2 separate regions of the Sus scrofa genome follow, and region 2 is linked to region 1. A link is a contact called in public Hi-C data. All regions are on one chromosome and are shown on one strand. The core of a region is the stretch at or near the end of the contact, and the rest is flanking DNA. Distances in the headings are between cores, read along the strand shown. Region 1 overlaps TMTC2 (transmembrane and TPR repeat-containing protein 2). Region 2 holds the start of TMTC2 (transmembrane and TPR repeat-containing protein 2).

Evidence for each region. Hi-C and Micro-C count contacts between places; a contact is called where the count stands out from the background.
Region 2: a contact with region 1 is called in a Hi-C map of skeletal muscle, with 8 times the contacts expected there. The contact joins the promoter of TMTC2 here to the enhancer-like site in region 1. A contact is called at or near these places in 1 of 5 promoter capture datasets (liver), 5 of 47 Hi-C or Micro-C datasets (heart right ventricle, liver and skeletal muscle) and 1 of 2 datasets of contacts at active chromatin or transcription factors (skeletal muscle).

The regions. Positions count from the first base shown.
Region 1 is chr5:99,009,503-99,012,807 of Sscrofa11.1, reverse strand. The region is part of intron 1 of TMTC2 (transmembrane and TPR repeat-containing protein 2); the gene reads left to right. Among named protein-coding and RNA genes, the nearest start is that of TMTC2, 74 kb to the left of the region's middle. Within about 2 kb of position 1,712, at least 20 of the 83 cell types and tissues checked have an H3K27ac peak or open chromatin away from gene starts, as enhancers often do. A contact at or near this core is called in liver and skeletal muscle, where this site is marked.
Region 2 is chr5:99,083,110-99,086,837 of Sscrofa11.1, reverse strand. TMTC2 (transmembrane and TPR repeat-containing protein 2) reads left to right here and starts at 1,595. Exons shown (of 13, transcript XM_021093031.1): 1 at 1,595-2,047. The coding sequence starts at 1,965.

The DNA of each region.
Region 1 (3,305 bases), core at 463-2,962:
TTGGGAAGATGAGTTCCCTTTTTAAGCAGCAGTGTGACCTTGATCAAGCGTAGTCATGTCTCTGCGTCTTCCATTTGTCGCCTCTGACAGAACGGATTGTATTTTTTGCTGTACTGTTTATTTATTATTTATTAGTAATATCAAAGTTCATAACAAATCAATCAAGTACTGGACTTTTGCCAGTGCTTGAGCTACAACTCAGTGTTGACACATGAAGGTGTATAAAGGACGTGCCGATAGAAAGCGCGGACCCGGCTGCCTGGCCTGTCGTGACACTTGGTAATGGTTCATGGTTTGCTGTTGCCACTTGGTAATGGTTCATGGTTTGCTGATCCGGTGGTAGAAGCTGCAGAGCAGTGAGGGCTGGGAGAAGAATGGTGCTGGTTCAAGTAGAGGTGGCTCAGCAGGGAGACACCTGCGGTCCCCATATGATGACTTTCCCTGTGACCTTGCTATCTGTACGGGATCTCAGAAGGCTGCCTTGTCTCCCACTGCCTCCTCGAAGTTTCTGTTTTGGCCGAGATCTGAATCTCCTTACACATCGCCTCCTACTTGTGGTGTCTCTTTTCTACCCCCAGGACCCTGCTTTGCTCAAGGGATCTGGCTCCCAGAGCCCTGCTGCTGTTAGGGCGGGGCACCCAGACTTAAAGAAAGGTTTGCTCTAAGCCAGAGGGTTTACCGGACAATGCAGCAGCCACTTAAAATGATCCTTAGAAATTTTAGTCTTTAAAAGCCCTTCAGCGATCATTGCTCTGGGAGATGTTCACGATGGCTTCTTTGTCCTCTTTGCTCAGGGACGGCTCATCTGCTGCATTGCTGGCCGTCTTCTCTCTCCTCTTCTCACTCCTTCTCCTTCTCCCACATGCTTGGGCTACTGCTGCCGAGCTAAGCGTTTTGTCCAGAAGCATCCTGGGCAGAGAACAGCAAATCCTCTTTGCTGTTTAATTGTGGTTCCTCTAAGGAGGAATCAAGTGCAGGAACGAAGTCAAAACAATGGAACCAGTGATCAGTCATAACAGCAGCCATACTCCCCAAAGGTTATCTTGCTGAGAGGAATGCCGTGGCCACCTACCCTCTTTATTTTCTTTGATAAGACTTGAGAGATTGAGTATAAGAGATGCAAAAGAAAGAATCAGTAACGAGCCCAGAATTTCTCGACTGGGAGACGAGAAGAATGCTCTGGGCTGCAGTGCAAACGGTTAACTGGTAGAGGAAACTGACGTGGTGCCATAGGCTGTCATCATCTGAATATTCGGGAACTCTCCGAGATATTTGACATTTTCATCAGGCTAGATTTAGAATGTGTAATTATCTTTGTAAGACTTTGGCTAAAAATGCAGCGACAACGACGGAAGGGCAGATAGCAGCAAATCCTATTTGCTGTTTAATTGTGGTTCCTCTAAGGAGGAAACCAAGTGCAGGATCTAAGTCAAAACAATGGAACCAGTGATCAGTCACCCGGCAGATGTTTATCCGTTCTTCTCGGCTTAGATAAGGATCATCACAGGAGGAGGCACTGAATCAGGACCGTCTCTTTTCTTTAGGGTGTTGTTTATTTGTTGAAAAACAGGAAGCTGGGAGTAGTCAAGGGGTTGGGATTCTTCCCAGCCATGGGAATGTGTCGTCAGAGATCAGAGTACACATTGCTCTGGATGTTCCAGGAAGCCTGTAGTGCAAAGCGTGCAGCCTGGAGGCGGGAGGAGGAAGCCAGCTAACATCGGAAGCCTCCGCATCCCTGTGATGTTGGGCATGGGTGGAAGGCTGGGGCGCTTTCTGCATGGGCACTGAAAGCCCAGACGCAGAAACTTCTACGCCGTCACGAAGCAGCAAGAGGCTTTTACCTCCACAGCTGTCCCAGAGTCCTAGGCCAGCAGAGCCTGTGCCAGGACCTGAAGCTCTTTCAGCTTGGCTTGCAGTGCCAGCATCCAAAGTAAGCCTCCCTGCAAAGAATCCCGACTGGCGAGACCTAAATGATGTTGCGATCCACTGAGTTCTTGAGCATCTGGAAATGTTTTCAATTAAACGTCTTGTTCGATGATCTCTTTTTTTTTGAGTATTTTTTTTTTTTAATAAGCAGATTCTTTCTGACTTTTCTTTTTTCTTTTTTTTGGACAAATTCCTCTTGAGCCCCAGTGATATGACCAGGAGGAGAAAATGGTGAGTTTAATGACAGGGCACCCCTTTTAGGAAGCTAACAGTCTACCTGAAAGAAGGAAGAAGGGGAGAATGTCCAACATCCTCCCTTTTGTAAACTGAATTTTAATGCATATTTATTGAGTGAATAATCAAATGCTGTGACAAAGAAAGGTACTGTGAGCATATCGGCAAAGTGTCCTTGGGCTTTTATGTTCCTTTACTGATGTTTCACTGGGTTTTGAGAGAGAGCAGAGGCAAGTATGTTTTCACTTTGCGGTCTTTGTGGGCTTTTTTTTAAATTAAAGAATTTCTTGGAGTATAGTTGATTTATCTGTAAGTTTCTGGTGTTACCGCAAAGTGAATCAGTTATACGTATAGACACATCCCTTCTTTTTCAGGTTCTTTTCCCGTATAGGTTATTACTGAACATGGAGCAGGTTTCCCTGTGCCACAGTAGGTCCTTGTTCGTTGTCTAATACATTGTCGTGTGGATATGCTAATCCCAAACTCCTAATTTATGCTTCCTGCCCACGTTTCCCCTTTGGTAACCATACATTTGATTTCACAATCTGTGAGTCTTTTTCTCTTTTGTAAGTAAACGCATTTGTATCATTTCAAAAATTAGATTCATATGTGAGTGAGATCACATGATATCACTTATCATATGGTATATATGTCTTTCTCTGACTCACTTCATAGTATGATAATCTTTAGCTCCTTCCACATTGCTGCAAATGGCATTATTTAGTTCTGTTTTATGGCTGAGTAGTATCCCACTGTAGAAATATGTAGGTATATTTGTATATGGGTACATATATATCTCACTTCTTTATTTATTCATCTGTCCATGGACATTTAGGTTGCTCCCATGTCTTGGCTTTTGTAAATAATGCTGCAATGAGCATTTGAGAGCATGTATCTTTTTGAATTATGGTTTTCTTCAAATATATGCCCAGAAATGGGATTGCTAAATCATGCGGTAGCTCTGTTTTTAGTTTTTTAAGGAACCTCCATATTATTCTTTACAGGGGTCACTTTGCTGTCTGTAACATCTTGCGTTAAAATACACACACACACACACACACACACACACACACACACACACACGCACACCCCTATTCTGTAAAAATATGTTTATAATTTTGCTTGGAGTTCCCTTTGTGGCTCTT
Region 2 (3,728 bases), core at 346-2,845, 74 kb before region 1:
TTCATCATTTCATCTGCACACATAGATGTCCTTGTGAAACCAGGACAAGGTGGAGCTTTGTTTTGCAGACACCCAGATCACGGGATTTGCTTTTCAGCCACTGCCACACATCCAGGGGACTCAATTTCTTACCGCCGATTTGGAGAGTTTGCTAGTTACGGGCTGCCTCTGGAGCAGTGACAGCTGTGTTTTGGGGGAGTCGGCGCCCTCGCAGGCCTGTTTTCCATGCATCGCGGCTTCCAGGCAGCAGGGGGCGCTGCAGTAGTGTTCATCGTGGTCCAAGGGATCCACAGGTCCAGCCAGAAGGCGGCCGCGCCGGGAGGTGTGGCAGGCAGCCCACGGTCCTCTTTGGTCTTGCAACTTTAGGACCCAGGGCCCGTTCCACACAGACCATTCTTCTACTCATTTCATCATGCTGGACGCCTTCCATCTAGTCCTGAGTCCAGGCGGCAAGGAAAGGGCATTAAGTTCCCACCTTCTCGGGTTCAAGGAGAGCGCAGTACGGGGCTGCAGAGGCGTTTCTTCTCTGTGTTCTCGGGGTTAACCTGACAATCCCCTCGAAACCGCAGGAAGCCCTCGCAACTGTGGGGTGCGTTTTGCGTGTGCGCGCGAGTCTGTCTTTCCTCTCTGGGGGTCCTTTCTTTTCCACCTGCCTGCGGGAACAATTCCCTCCCCAGACGTCTTTCCGTTGACCTTCGGGACAACGGTAGGCTCGGAGGTGAAATTTCTCGCTCCTGAGATGCCCTCCAGCTCTCCGCCCCCACCCCCACCCCATTTCGGCTCCCGCACAGTGAGGGTGTGTTGGTGGCCACCGAGGTTAGAGCACTCGCCAAACCTGTTCTTCCTCTCCCGGGCTCCAGAAGTCTCCCCGGCGGACCGGACTTACGCCTGGCAGAGCTTGGCACACACAGAGCTGGGGTTGAGATTCGGCGGGTGCCAGGCGCCGCCAGGCAGCGGCAGGGCGAGCGAGCGACGGCGTCCTCCTCGGTCTCTCGTCTGCTCTGGCGCCCCCGCCCAGGGCGCCCTCCAGCTGCCGCTCGGCGTTGTTTGCCAGCGGTTGCCCTTGGGTCCCCGGGGCTGCCCAGAGTGAAATCTAAGGTGAACGCCACAAGGGGAGGGCGGGCGATGGGGAGGAGGAGCCTCCGGCCGCGGCGGGGGGGGCGGGGGGAGGTGGGAGGAGCCTCCAGCCCAGGGGGTGATGTGGGCGGAACCCTGTGGGCGGATCTGGGTGGAGACCGCGGCTGAACGAACCCGGGATGGAGGGTTGGCCACGCAGGCGCGGGGGGCAGCGCCGAGAACCCCACGCGGGAGCTTCGGGAGTCTCCAGCCACCCCTTCTCACTTCACTGGAGAAGGGGCTGCGGCCGGGAGGGACCTATTAAAGAGTGAATGAGCTGCAGCCGCCGTGGCGGCCAGAGTCTGCCCAAGCGGCCCCGGAGCTGTGCGCCCGGGAGGCGGCGAGGGGAGGCGGTTCGCCTTGTCCCTCCCACCCGCCCTTCTCGCGCTCTCTTCCTCCAGCAGGTCCCAGAGCCCGGCTCGGTCCGGTCCCTCTGCCCCCATCCCGCACTCTTCCACCTCCTCCGAGACCCAGTCCTCACCTAGGGCGCCCCGCACGGCCATGGGTTAGGGCGGGGGCGCGAGCCGCGCAAAGGACCAGCCCTGTGCATCCGCCGGGGGGCGCGGAGCCCGAACGCCGCTCGCCGCTCGCCGGCGCCAGGCATGGGGAGCGCGGCGTGAGCCCGCACCCGGGGAAGACGGAGGAGCTGCGGAGACGGGCGCGAGGAGGAGGAGGAGCAGGAGAGCGGTGGATCGGAAGGACCCGAGGGAGGAAGGGAGGGACTGCAAGCGAGGGAAAAGTGAAGCTGGGAGGAGAAGGCGGCGGAAGGTGGGGATTGATGCTTCTGTTTTTTGTTGCCGCTGCTGCCCTCGCGCTGGGAGCCGAGCCGGAGGGAAGGCAGTGGAGAGATGATTGCAGAGTTGGTGAGCAGCGCTCTGGGGCTCGCCTTGTATCTCAACACCCTGAGTGCGGATTTCTGCTATGATGACAGGTAAGGGGGTGAGAGCGACTCCGCGGAGGCTCTGAAGCTGCCCGCTTGAAGGCTCGGAGTGGGTTTTGGAGGAACTAGTGCAGCACCTGAAGGTTTGGGAGACGCGTAAACACCCACACCTCCAGCAAACCCTGGGGACGCGGGCGCCCTGGGCGGGCTCAGGGAGTTTGGGTTCCTAGGTTGCCGCACGGGAGGTTCCTCTCCCGTGCTTCCCGGCTGGTGGCAGGCGCTTAAGTTTCTTAGCGGAAATCGCAGCAATTGGGGAAACTGTTTAATGAACTATTTTAAAAAAATTCGTAGATGTTCCTTGGTGCAACAAAAGCACCTTGAGCGATTTTACGTCCGTCCTGGAAGGAAGCTGTTTCCCGCCCCCTAATAGATCTTCCCTGTAACGTTTCCTTTTATTGATGGGACGCTTTTATTTACCGAGGTTAAAACACGCTTGACAGTTGCCAAAATAGTGGAGAGCTCGCCCTCTGCTTCAACTTTCCCTTTTGACGTAGGGTGTACTTTACTTTGAGCCAGGATACTGCTGCTGCTCGTCTCTCCGGCTCCCCTGCCTCCCTCACCAATCGATGGAGTAGCCCTTGCTAAAAGCCTGGGCTTTCATTTCTGCTGGGGAGTTTTACACGAGACCTTAGCGATTCTTTTGTGCTAATTGGGGAAGAAGACGCCCCTAGAGACTCCAGTTGTCTTCTGCATTTGGGTTAGTTTGGGTGGCTAATGAGACCTGAACTGTGTTGTCAGAGAAACTGAATCGATTTCTGGAAAATGTCAACCGTGGTGCTCGTGCCTCTACCTATTTAAACGTTGTTAGTGTTTAGACACTGACGAAAAGCTCCAAGAGCCATTAGGGAAAATTCCGATTTGTGCCTTTCCGGTGACTTAAGCTGATTATAATTAAAACAGATGCATAATTAAAATATATTAGGGAGAACAGCATGCCTGGCTAAACTTATTAACCGTCCTGGGGTGTTTCATGCTTCATTGAAATTAAACCATCCAAAAAGTGAGCACAGATTTACTTTGACAGCTTTTCAGCAGCCTCTCTGGGCGACGGAAAGTGAATGGATCCCCAGGGTCAGGGCAAGGCAGTGAGTGAACTTAAGCAAAGCGGTTGATGGTGAGGGGAGATGAAGGCAGACTCTTCTCCTGCTGGTGATCACCCACAGTCTGTATCCCCTGATGGGCTCACTCTCCAGCTAAAAGCGTGTCCGTGGATGTATGCCTTAAGTCAGCGGGGCTTGCTGTACTCCCACACGTCTGGGAGGAAATCCCCTGATAATAGGGCAAGAACATCCAGCACATCCTTCTTCGTGCATTTCATGTAGTGTCTGTCAGAGACCAGCTGATAGGATAGCCACCGTTCTACATAAACTCTTCCTCAACTTTTAAGCAGTGTCCAGATTTCAGCAGTTACGTTACAGGCTGAGAAATAAATGGTCTGTATGTAAGTGTGGCGAGCTGCTTCTGTTTCCTCCAATTTTGTGTAACTGTGCACCTGCTATTCCTAGGGCATTGGCAGAAAAAGCTCTTGCTTCCAAAGATGGGTGACTATTCACTAAAGTGAACTTGGGGAAGATTCTGGGCAGTTACTGCCTCTGTTGGAGACAGTGTGAAGAGTAAGCCTTTAAACCAATAATTTAGAGCTTATAAAAAAGTAACTTACTGTAGTATTGGA